Regions from separate parts of the Mus musculus genome. Here region 2 is linked to region 1. The links are chromatin contacts, called in public Hi-C maps. All regions are on one chromosome and are shown on one strand. The core of a region is the stretch at or near the end of the contact, and the rest is flanking DNA. Distances in the headings are between cores, read along the strand shown. Region 1 overlaps Bank1 (B cell scaffold protein with ankyrin repeats 1). Region 2 overlaps Ppp3ca (protein phosphatase 3, catalytic subunit, alpha isoform).

What was found. Hi-C and Micro-C count contacts between places; a contact is called where the count stands out from the background.
Region 2: a Hi-C map of cerebral cortex shows a contact between it and region 1, with 1.9 times the contacts expected there. The contact joins two enhancer-like sites. A contact is called at or near these places in 1 of 15 datasets of contacts at CTCF or cohesin (the NIH/3T3 cell line), 2 of 484 Hi-C or Micro-C datasets (B cells and cerebral cortex), 1 of 115 datasets of contacts at active chromatin or transcription factors (acute myeloid leukemia) and 1 of 9 other capture datasets (adipose tissue).

The regions. Positions count from the first base shown.
Region 1 is chr3:136,162,573-136,168,580 of GRCm38.p6, forward strand. All of the region lies in intron 7 of Bank1 (B cell scaffold protein with ankyrin repeats 1), which reads right to left. Among named protein-coding and RNA genes, the nearest start is that of Bank1, 160 kb to the right of the region's middle. Within about 2 kb of position 3,074, at least 45 of the 459 cell types and tissues checked have an H3K27ac peak or open chromatin away from gene starts, as enhancers often do. A contact at or near this core is called in cerebral cortex, where this site is marked.
Region 2 is chr3:136,831,958-136,838,551 of GRCm38.p6, forward strand. All of the region lies in intron 2 of Ppp3ca (protein phosphatase 3, catalytic subunit, alpha isoform), which reads left to right. Among named protein-coding and RNA genes, the nearest start is that of 1700006H20Rik, 120 kb to the right of the region's middle. Within about 2 kb of position 2,129, at least 104 of the 459 cell types and tissues checked have an H3K27ac peak or open chromatin away from gene starts, as enhancers often do. A contact at or near this core is called in cerebral cortex, where this site is marked.

The DNA.
Region 1 (6,008 bases), core at 1,824-4,323:
TTTTCCTTTTATATATTTTCAACATCTGACCAATATTTATTCATTTTCTCTATAGAAACAGAAAAAAATGTGAAAGTTTGAGAGCCACCAGTGACCACATAGTTAATTACTTTTATTAGTGACAGGTAGTTTAAATCTTCAGAAAGTTGTCTTCCTGGATGTTTTAAATGTTGGGCAAGGAGCAAGCTAAAGACTCCTACCCCTAGTCAGTATATATGGTCAGTTGGAGAGTTATCAAGCTTGCTCCATGTAAATGGTATAGAGATATGCTGTCCAAACTGCTGTTGATTCATGAACAGAGCTCAAGGAGGGGTAGAATTCTAAAGAGATTCTCCATTGCCTTCATTCTACCTCCATTTTCTTTCATCATGGGTAGAGATGAATTCCTCATTCCTCTGTCTGACTCTCTTCCCCATTACATCTCATCTTAGCATGTGCCCACCTTGGATCTTGTTCATTCTCTACTGTCCACTAAATGACTGCCAACTTGACACGCCTTGAAGAAGGAACCTCAAAGGTAGAATTGACACTATGCAGGCCAATGGGCACAACTATGGAGCATATCCTTGATTGATAATTGATATGGGACAGCCGAACCCACTATGGGCACTCCCATTCTTGGAAGGTGAGAACAATGCTCCATGAGAAATGTAGCTTCAGAAGCTAGACAGCCAGCAGAACTTCTCCATGCTCTCTGTCTTATTCCCTGCCTCCACACGCCTGCCTTGACTTCTTGCCTGACTTTCCCAAGTTAAGAACTGTGACCTGATCTGTGTGCAAGATCAAATAAATCCTTTCCTGCCCAAGCTGCTTTTATTAATTAGATATTTCTTTATTTACATTTCGAATGTTATTCCCTTTCCTAGTTTCCCCTCTGAAAACACCCGCTCCCCTCTCCCTCCCCCTGCTCACCAACCTACCCACTCCCACTTCCTGGCCCTGGTAGTCCTTTATACTGGGGCATAGAACCTTCACAGGACCAAGGGCCTCTCCTCCCATTGATGATCAACGAGGTCATCCTCTGCTACATATGCAGCTAGAGCCATGAATCCCACCATGTGTTTTCTTTGATTGGTGGTTTAGTCCCAGGGAGCTCTGGGGGTACTGGTTAGTTCATATTGTTGTTCCTCCTATAGGGCTGCAGACCCCTTCAGCTCCTTGGGTACTTTCTTTAGCTCCTTCATTGGGGACCATGTGCTTTGTCCAATGGATGGCTGTGAGCAAGCGGCTTTTGATTAGTGTTTTATCAAAGCAACAGAGAGAAAACCAGATCAATGACTGTTTGCGCATAACTATTCTTCATAAGACTGTGCTAGAATCCCACAGAGATACACAACAATCTTGACAAATGACAAAATGTTACCTGTTCTTACTACACTGGGCTTCGTTGGGTACCTAGTCATTTTGTTTTTCCTTGTATATGGCTGTATAAATAGCCTGTTTAACCTAGAGTGAAAAATAAGGACAGAGAAGTTGTAACTTCCTTATGTGTCTTCCTTACAAGTTGTGTGGGTGCTGTGTACTCGGAGGCCACTTAATGAATTCCATTTGTATTTAGAATACTATTATTTGCTGGGTTTAGGTAAACATGTCTTTCTAGTTTAGTTCATGAAAGAATCATTTAATGAGAAGTAGAGGCCTTAGATCTGGCTAGAATTGTTGTGACCACTATGCTTTTCACCCATATCAAAGGGGCACCAAGTCCCCTATGAGGAGTACTTGTCTTGGAACTGATGAGGGAGCACCATGGCCTCTTTGAAGATGCATCCTGATCTCTGAGGCAATACTCTCATCCCTATGGGGAACACTCAACTCCTATGAGGGACTATGCTTGGATCCATGTAGTGAGTTTCTACACCCATTTGAGAGTGGGATAGCATGAGCTAGGGACCCCATTCATATCTATGTGAGGGAGCATCCAAGCTCTGTGAAGGAACACTCTGGCCAATGTGAGGGAGCACTCTCATTCCCGTGAGAAGTACTAAGGCCAATGCATAGGAATGCCCCAGTTCATGTAAAAGAAGGCACCTGACAACATGACATAACAAATGTGCTTATGTGAGGAGGCCTCCAGCCTATGTGAGGGAAGGCCATGGTCCCTTTGAGAGAGCACCCTCATCTATGTGCAGGAACACCTGGCCTTGGGGGAAGCACCTGGCTCATGGCTAAGACCCCATGCTCTTCTCATGTCAATTTGTCAGCAGTGGAATTCTCACTCTCAATGATGTGTTCATTCAGGGAAAGTAGTGATCTTTCTGATAAACTGATAAATGACCTGAGTGTCACAAGGATGAGGTAGAATCCTGACCCTCAGATCTCTGGTAACCTAAGCCAGAATTGGTTTGTTACCTTTACAATGAGGTAAGCAGTTTCATCATGTGACTTTTCTAATAGACTTTACTCTTGATAGGTAAGACTTCTGCTCCTTCAGCCTCGATCAAAGAAATTGTACAATTGTATAGAAACAAGCATTACTTCCAACCTCTGGATGTGGAACCTCATTGATGAGTTCACTCCTGGGACTGCCTTTTCTGTTCATGCCTACAGATAATGAGGGGGAATACTGCACACATGTCCGATGAGATATTAATCTTTGAAGGTGTATAGTTCCACCTAAATATTGTTAACTTGCTTTGGCATAGTGGGCATTTTCTTGCTATGGTTGAACATTTTCAAATTTTAGTAGTGTTCTACATATCGACTGTTCTTGCCTGTATCATCAGAAATCTACTCTCTAGGAAGCATCTTAAGAGGCTTCAGTGCTGAGAGGAAACATCTCAAGCTGGACACAGGGTTTCACTGCTATACTGTGCCTTTGACTTTGGTTCCGTAATTATGACTTCCTGGCAGAAAGTTGATTTCACAAGACAATCTGTGAGTTTTATACATCAAAGTGAAATTATCAACATACCAGAAGCTTTCACACTGTCCTCTCAAGGGCTTTTGGTTATGTATGCTCTCAGCTATTTGAGATGGTAGTGTTTCCCAAAATACCTGCATTGCCATGCAGTCTGCCACCAGAGTGCTGGAGTGCAGCCATGGCTGGCAGCGAGGCAGTTCCTGCTATGGGAAGGACTCTGCTGAGCCGAGCCTGTGTACAGGACTGATGTCAGTATCCATTATCCACACAGCTGCTACGGATCCTTCTATCATCCTCCATCCCCCCCTCCACCATTTCTTATTGGAATCCAGCTTGTGGCAAACTGATTACAGTAGAGTGACCACTGCAAGGATGAAGACAAGAAAAGCTTTAAGGACATGTGAAAGTGTTATCTTTGAGTAGGAAAGCAGTCCTGTAATATTCTAGAAAAATAGCACCAGATGGGCCCGGTTGGCATACAACTACCCGAAACAGCAAGAATTATTTTAAGAGAGAGAGAGAGAGAGAGAGAGAGAGAGAGAGAGAGAGAAGAAAGAAAGCAAATCACTGGGGCAGCCTGCTGCAAAGCAACAAGAAAAGGCAGTAGCTGTTTCCTCAACATGACTTAGTGTCTTATTCCAGTTCACACAGCCTAACAGAATGCCACAGGCTGGATAATTTATAAACAATGGATGATTACTGGGCACACAGTCCTGGGTGCTGCAAAGTTCCATGGGCACCAGCAATCTAACAAATGGGCAGCAGCCCATCTATGCTAGGCAGACACGGGGAGTCAGAATGAACTCACGCTTTTTGTAAAATACACACCTGCAGTGGTGGCACTGATCTGTGAGAACAGACTCAGCACCACCCAGACACTTCTTAAAGGGCCCACCTCCCAGTTCTGAAATAGTGATGAATAAACTTCAATTCCTCTTTTGGAGGGGATATTCGAACTTAGTAAAGCAAGGACAGATTTCTATATCATGCTTGCTTTTAAAGTTTGGCAGTTCAATCAACTAGCTTACCTTGAGAAACTTCTTAGCAACTTTTAGTATCCCTTAAAATCTGTAAGGTAGATTTTGCTTCTAGGATTAACTTGAATTTAGTACCTGCCAGATAATAAGTAAATAAATGGTCAAGTAGAAACAAATATTGACCTCTAACAAAAATTGTGAAGATAGTGAAGATAGGCACCGCTGAAAAAAGGAGTTGTAGCTTCAAGTCTTGTGCTTCAAGAGGAAGACTGAATAACCAAGAAAAACACAAGATGCACATATAGCCCAAATGGCAAGTTTTCAAAGTTTCCACATAATCTTGAACTCCTCAGAAAGTTCACATAGTTTTCTATTTTGTTTCCAGGTCCAGTTCAGACAGTGTTTTCTTGATGATGGATCAGCTACTCTGAAGGAGGTGAGTCATGGGAGACTCCCACACCAGAACTCTGCGGAGAAAGGACTACACATTGCCGACAGTGGCTTCATCCCAGAGTGGACCATGAGTAATCGCAAGAACGTGGTTTACCTTAAGAAATAACATCTGTCTCAAGAACTGGTTACTGGAAAAGTACTAATCTCAAAGTAGTAATTCTTCTACTCTCTGCAATTTCCAGACACTGAAGACCAACTGAAGCAGGGAGAATAAACCAGTGAGACAGGGACATTATGTTACCCAACTTAAAAAGGCTTGTCTGACACAACTTTGGAGGGTTGATTACTAAGAGGACAATTAAGCCAAAAAAAAAAAAAAAAAAAAAAAAAAAAGCACATCCATTCTCCTATTGGTTAATCTGTTTTCTAATATAGTGAAGATTATAGGTTAATTTGTTTTCTGGTATAGTGAAGATTATAGCTGATGAGGAAAAACAGACTTGCCAGCAGTATTGTCGTACTAAGAGAAAAATGTGACAAGGGGCCTTTGGAAGACAACAACAGACAACGTGCAAAAAGCGATCAGTTGGTTTCCTGGGAACTAAGCGAGCATTTTTCTTTTTTTCTTTTAAAAAATGTATTGAAGATTTCATATGTGACTACAATTTACATCATTAAATCCCATCTTCTCTCCTTCTAACTCTTCCCATGTCCCCCTCTCAAGTTCTTGACCTTTATTTTTTTAATTTAATTTAATTAATTGAATACTTATTAAATATTATAGTTACATCTCTCCCTCGCTTTCTCCAACTCTCTATACAATTTCCTTCTGAATCCACTTAGTGTTGCTCTCATCTATATGTCTGTGTAGGGTGTACCACTTGAGATGGATTGAATCACCTCTCTGGGGACTTTTCTCTGGAGAAGACAGACTGACTTCCTCCTCTCTAAGCTGCCACTGTTTTCCTACAGCCCTTTATCTAGGGTGGGGTCTTGTAAGATCTCCCCACCCAGATTGAAATGTTGACGAGTGCTATCTTACTTATCTTCTATTGAGCTTCCTCTGTGAACTGATGGCAGAGCAAGGCATGGAGGTAGAGCAAGTGATGGGTACTGATAGGACTTTACATCCTTTCACAGAGAGGATCAAGAAGAACCCTTGGAATTACCTAGGCTATTCTCCAGGACTGCAGAGCATCTTCAAGTGCTGCATTCAAGGTCTGTTAACAACTTGATGTGCTTTTAGTTTGGGGGGAATAACCAAGCTTGCCTAAACCCGAAGATCTCTAGGACTTCCAAGGGAGCAGGGGATCATTTACTTCAGTCTCTGCTGGAGCTCCAGCTGTAATTACAAAGAATAAAAACAAACCAGAAAAGAAGATACTTTTACAATTGCCTGGAGAGCTGAAAGGTTCTGTGGGCGGAGAGGATGACCCGAATCAAAACTATGTGCCCGGTTTCCATGGAAATACAGGACAGAATGCTGAGGAAAAGTGAAAGTCATTTGATCCCATCTTCTGCCTACAGAGTCCTCCAGGGTAAGCCTTACTCTGGGTTTAGTGACAAGGAATGTATTCAAGTGATAATACTGTTACATGTATTATATGGAAACATCACTTTTAAATATTCTTAAAATAAGATATGTAAATTATATCTTAAAATATCTTATTTTAAATAAATAGGTAGTGGTTTTAAAAATACTGAAGGAGTCTTTTCATAAAAGCTCAATTTTAAAATGTAGATTATTTGGAAATATTTTGACAGTTATTAAGCAATCA
Region 2 (6,594 bases), core at 879-3,378, 670 kb after region 1:
TCACTCTGATGCTCTTCCTGCAAAATAAAGACAAAAATTGTCAGTAAAGGGTTTTGGGGTTTTTTTTGGGGGGGGGGGTGTTTGTTTTCTAACCACTGGCCTTTGTCTCTCAGTCACCATTCATAGCATCAGGACATCAATCATGTCAATGCAATGACATTTAACCACTTGTAGCCAATGGGAACAATTGGAGTCAGATCTTTCTAAAAGCTGCAGACCTGGGATTTTTGTGATTTTTGTATGCTGCTCAGGGAACCCATTCAGGATTCATAGAACATTTTCTCAAATAAGGCAGAAGGAAACAACTGCACTAGGAAACTCTGTAATTAGGTACCCAAGTCTGCGAAGTTAGAAACAGCAGTGGTGAAGAGTATTGGCGGGAAAGCCTAGCTGGCCAGCTCTCCATAAAAAGGCTTCAGAAGATCCCAAGCTTAGTGAAGACAGCCTAGCCAAGGTTGTGAGTAGCCAGGCTCTGCCCCTGTGTTGTGGGCCCTGTAGGGTTTCTCACTGCTCTTTAAGGCATACTCATATTCCTGCGCTGGAAACTTGTATTTCATTCTTTCTCATTCTACATCTCTAGATGGCCCCTGATTCTTTCCTTCATTGTTTCTGACATCTGTTGGTATCTATTTTCTACTTATTATTTCTGTTTCCTTCTTCCTGACAGATCCCTGAAGTGTAGAAGGTACCCAAAGCCCTGGCACTCCCACAGAACTCATGTGGGGAACTTGAATGTTCAGACTGACAGCTCCTCACTGTCCCATACTTTCCCATTTGTGTGTGCACCTGTGGTTGCAATTTTCTTGGGGATACTTTGCATAAAGAAACCTTTTTTCATCATTAAATGTGCCCAAGACTGAGACCAGGACCTTTGTCTAGAAGAAAATAGCCGACTTCTGGAAACAGAAGCATGGAGCCCTAACAGCTTGCTTTCCCAGACCGACCTCTTAACTCTGTGCCCCAGAAAATTGAGAAGGAGAACATTTGGAGATGGCTTGGGAAAAATTGAAACTGTGCTCACTAAATCTGGGATTGCTGAGGGGCTCTGGCATTCCCTGCCTCCTTTGCGTGTCATTTGTCTCTTTTCTAATTCCTATTTTTAAAAGATCTGCTAGATTAATTCTGCTAAAATGCCATTTTTTGCATGTCTCCTCCCTTATTTAAAAATCTGCGGTGACTCACCCTTAGTTTTAGACATCAGCTAAAGGACTTAATGCAGCTAGCTTGTGGCCTCCCACAGACTGGCCCATACCCACCAGTCTCCTATTCTTTCCTTCAAGAACATTTTGCATATGGAAATTGGTTTGTTCCGTGTCCCTGGAGTATATATTTTCCTCTATTTATGTCTTTTTGCTGAGTTTCTCTCCAATAGCTTTTGGTTGGGAACCTCTGGTGTCTGTACTCGGCCTCTGTAGGCTTGACCTGTGGAAACATGGGGGTGTTCTGTGAGTTGAGGGGTGTGCCAGACACTTACATAAGAGAGTGACACTGCTCCCATTATTGGTGTTTATTGACACGAAAGGTAATTGAATTAGGGCCCAGAGAACGCTCAAAGGCTCTCCACATATTCCAGGACTGCCCATCGTTGATACCTTTTTGCTTTAGGGCAGGTTTCCTGTTGTGCCAAGAGAGCTGCGATTGGATCAGAGCAATGCTTGATTCACATTGGCTGGCTGTGCGCTCTCATTCTCATCCCCCGGAGCTCGGTGACCTGAGAAGAGTTTTCATATCTAATTGCCTTTAATGATGGGGGCTGAAGACCCAGTGATAGTGCAGTCATGAGAGCAAAAACTGTAGTCATCCCGGGGAAGTGTTCCCCGGAACTGGCATCCACCATTCTTGTCTCGGGGGATGTTATAGCTGCTTTGCGATGAGTTTGAAGATATTTAGGATTTTCTGCATTTAAAAGGCATTTCCTGCTTTGAAAATGATGTCTATTTCAGGTTAGAATAAAACCCCATCTCCTTTCTGCCCTGAAGTGCTGAGGAGGCATTTAGAGCAGGAGATAGTTCTCTGTGCTTCTCAGACTGGGAACTTAACAACAACGGAGTCACTGGTGCTTGGCATTTCCCTGTGTTACTCATGCGAATGTCCCTTCTCACAGAAGCCTGTGGCCAAATGGACCAGCTCCCAGGAGAGAGGCGCTGTAGCTCATGGCTGAACAAACACTGAGGCAGAAAGGCTAAGCACTCTCCAGACATCGCTTCTCCCTCATCCCCAAAGGGCTTGCTTTCTCCTCTGAGGAGAGAGAGGGATGCACCAGGCAGTAAAAGCAGGAAGGCCATTTGCTGCTCCTGTGTGTGGCCTGGAGTGCAGAGAGAAAAGTCTCCGGAAGTTAGTGGGGGAGAGGGGGAGTTGGGGGCAGGGTAAGGGCGGGGGGGGGGGGGGGGGGCGGGGGGCGGTCCTGCAATTTCAGTATATGAGCAGACTTTAATTGGTGTCTGTGTCCTTTTAAAACAGCTTTATTTTATTAATCAAGCATTTCTTTAGAGTATATACACCTAGTAAAACACAGCAGGCTCGATTCTAGGTACCCCGAAAAGAAAGGGAGGTTTACTCTTCCTAAGATAAGAGCGGTGTGCTTTCCTTCCTTCGCAGTTTTAGTATAGCAAGCCGGGTTGGATCTTACATTATTTCTTGAGGGAGTGAGTAGGTGCTGAGCAGACTTGCGTTGGTGAAAGTCCATGCCGAGTAGGAGAAATGAAACCCAGTGTGTGTTCAAAATTCACAAACTGGAGGAACTCGGGTCCACAGGCGTTCTTCCACGGGGGCCAAGGAAAGGGTAAAGGTAGGAGCCCTGGGAATCAGGCAACTCCGAGGTAGGCTTCTAAATTACAGAGCTCCATGTTGTCTCGGATAGAAGATGATGGGATGTGTGTCACTACTAGAAGGTCCTATACTTTTTAGATGTGCTTTAAACATTATCTTTGCTGGGAAACCTAAAGACAATTAATTAAACCTAGGAGTAGATCTGTGAGGAAAGTTGTGCATAGAATAAGACAGCTACTCACTGAGAGACTCTGTTCAGAAAAAACAAACACTTATTTCCTTTTTTTGGGGGGGTGTATGGTGTGTGTGTGTGTGTGTGTGTGTGTATGTCTATCTATGTGTGTCTCTATATGTGTCTGTGTATTTGTGCATATATCTGTATGTGTGTATTTGTATACATTTCTATGTATGTCTCTGTATGTGTGTCTCTGTGTGTCTTTACCTGTGTGTGTGTGTGTGTGTGTGTGTGTGTGTGTGTGACACTTGGACGTGCCTGTGTTCTGTATATCTGTGTGTCAGGCCAGAGGTCAACTCTGAGTGTCTAGCTCAATTGCTGTTAACTGTCATTACTCTGTTTTCACTACTCAGGGTCTCTCACTGAGTCTGGGCCACATTGATTCTGCTTAGCTGGCAGGCATTCTCCTCCCTATGTCTCCCCAGCTCTGGGACAGAGACAAGTACCATGTTACCCAGCACTTCCGTGGGTGCTGGAGACGCTGTGCTGGCTGTTAGCACGTTACTTACTGAACCACATCCGAAGTCCAGCAGATGCTTTTTCTATAGACTGATATTTTTATAGGACCATTCAGATTTCATGAAATAGTCAAGCTAAGAAATAATTTGCCAAGGAGAGAAGAGAGACTCTTTCCTTTAAAATGGGGAGGCGGGCACACGTCATTCATGATAGAAATAACATACATACATGTCATAAGTTTTAAAACCAAGTTTGTTGTAACACGTTTATTTTTCTTTTCTTTTCTTTTCTTTTCTTTTTTTTTTTTTTTTTTTTTAATATGTGGCCATGAGTGTTAGCCAGCGATTGTATTGAAGAGCAGCAGACAAGGCTGTGCATATAGGCATGTCTGTTCTTGCATTGGAAATGGCCCGTGTTGGTAAGCTGGCCGTGGTAAATACCAGCAGGAAGTGAACCTCAGAACACACTACTTCCCAAGACTGTAGTCCTGAGAGTTGTTTGTCTTGAGGCCAGTCTCTGTTAACTGAAGCCCACCAGGTCATCGAAAACTCCTTAATCCCAGCAAGATAAGCCCCAGTGCTTCCAGGGGCGCAGATGCCGGGGCGGGCGGGCGAGTGTTAATAGGAGCTGTCGTTGAGTTTTCTAATTGGAAGCCCTAATTAAGTTCTGCCTTGATCTCTATCTGCTGCTGTCTTGACATCCTCTCTGTTGACCTGGTTCTTTGTTCAGCGACTTTTTTTCACAGCTAAACAAACACATGCCAGGGATTGCCTGCAACTTTATATTCTGCGTGCCCAAGAAACAAGTCTGCTTTGCTGGTCATATGTCTTTAGAAGTCTTGAGCCACACATGTGCTGTTGAAATGACTGTTGTGAAAAACATAAAAGCCCACATTAGTTGAGTTTCTACTGGTAGCTGAGCCCCTACCAAGGATGCTCCTTTATCTGGGACAATCGCATGCTTTGTTTAGGTTCTGTGTTGAGAAAAGTCCAGACTCTTTCTTCGAAGACTATCTGCCCGGTGCAGACTCATGCACGGGGGACCTGCATATACACGTCTGGCCAGTGGCCTGCATCAGACTCTCCAGTAGCGTCTCTCTACCCTTTGGATTGGGATTTAACCAAGTGTGGCTTAGTAAGACAGGGAGGGCAAGCTGTCCCCTCCAAGCCCCTCCGTGGCCTCTTCCAGAGGACCTGCTATTCTTCCTCTCTGGCAACCGCTTTGTGACTTTAAGCTCTTCTTTAACACTGATGCATCTCCTTCAGCCTTTGAGTCTCAACGTGAATGTCATTCCTGCGGGGGTGTCCCTGCTTATTCACAGAAATAATGCAATCTGCTGCCTCCGTGATTTTCCTTGTCTTGAGATTAGTGCGTTTAAATCCACCCCTAATCAAGCTTTTCCTTGGCCTGTATTATCTGTGTTCCTTTCCGGACTTTTTTTTTTTTTTAAACATTATTTTTATTTTTATACTTGCCTGGCCATATCTCTGTCTCCATTGTGTAACACTGCTCCTGCCTCACAGGCGGTTATCTTAAGTATTTGCTGATTGGTGGATTCACTGATAAAAAAGAAAAAGTTGAGCAAGGACCTGGGTGAACTTCCGGATGAAGAAACCTGTTCCTCCTCACGTTAACCCTTGTGTGGTGATGTTGCACTTCATCTTACTTTGTAGTTGTTGCCTAATTAACTGTGGATTAACAATGGCCTGCTTTCTTCCTTTAAAGTCAGCAATCACCTTGTGGTATTCTGCAATGCTAGTGAGAAACGAATGTTTTCATTTAGTGCCTTCTTAACCAGAAGGTGAACAGTTGGACTGAGTCAGAACCCGCAGTTTCTAAAGACAGTCCATAAGAAAAGAAAATGATTCTTCCAGTATCCAATTAATTCTAGCTTAATTACTCAGAGAGAGTGTTCTTCAAGCTTCCCAGTTACTGTCTTCCCACCCGTGAGGCAGGAACAGTTATACATGGGTGGGCAGGGGAGAGAGAGAGAGAGAGAGAGAGAGAGAGAGAGAGAGAGAGAGAGAGAGAGAGAGAGAGACAGACAGAGACAGAGACAGACAGAGAGAGAGACAGAGAGAGGCAGAGAGAGACAGAGAGACAGAGAGAGACAGAGACAGAGACAGAGACAGAGACAGAGAGACAGGCCAGGCAAGCATAAAAATAAAAGTAATGCTGAAAAAAGGCCAGAAAGGAACACAGATAATACAGGCCAAGGAATGCTTGATTAGGGGTGGATTTAAATGCAGGTGGCTGAAGACCTAAGAACACTGGCTGCTTTTCCAAAGTATCTGGGTTCCATTCCCAACACTCTCTGCGTGGCCCATAGCTGTCTATAAGTCCAGTTCTGGGGAATCCACTGCCCTCTTCTGGTAACTGTGGGCACTGCAGGCATGTCATACACAGATACTCACGTAGGCAAGCACCCCTACACACCAGTAAAAAGAAAAAAAAAATCTTTTAAGAAGTCACAGTTGTGAATTTCCTCTCTAGACCCAGGAACCTGCCCATCCGTTACTGTATGCTGGGTCAGTGCAGGATATGTATTTTTCACATATGTAATAAAAAAATTAGGATGATACCCAGTTATTAAAATAGTTTATTTTGGTGTGTGTATGCGGGGGGGGGGGGGGGGCACTGTCCAAGGCAGCCATAGAAAGTTTTCACATCCACTGGAGCTTAAGATTTACAGAAGGTAAATCCTTCATCCCTGCTGGAACCAAACTCCAGCAGCAGCAGCAGCAGCAGCAGACTTAACATGTGTTATTGAGCACTTACCCGTTTCTCCAGAGCCAAAGATGCATTGTGTATCTGTTTATGGATTCACTGGGGCACATATTTGACAGGCATTTTCAGGTTCTATATTCCTGGTGATTGTTCTCTGGGTACCACTCTTCTCTGTCTCCTGAAAGGAGTTCTTTCTGGACTTGATTTTCAGTGCACTGGAATATTTGAAAGCAAGCGGAGAAATCAGGATACTCTGGCTTATCGAAGAGTTGGGAATAATCTGTATTTTTTTGATATGAAAATGAGTTTTTCTCTATGGAAATGTGAATGTTTTGAATTTCATCATAATACAATTTGAAATAGATGACCATTGGTCATCACAAACATTTTATTAAAATCCCAAA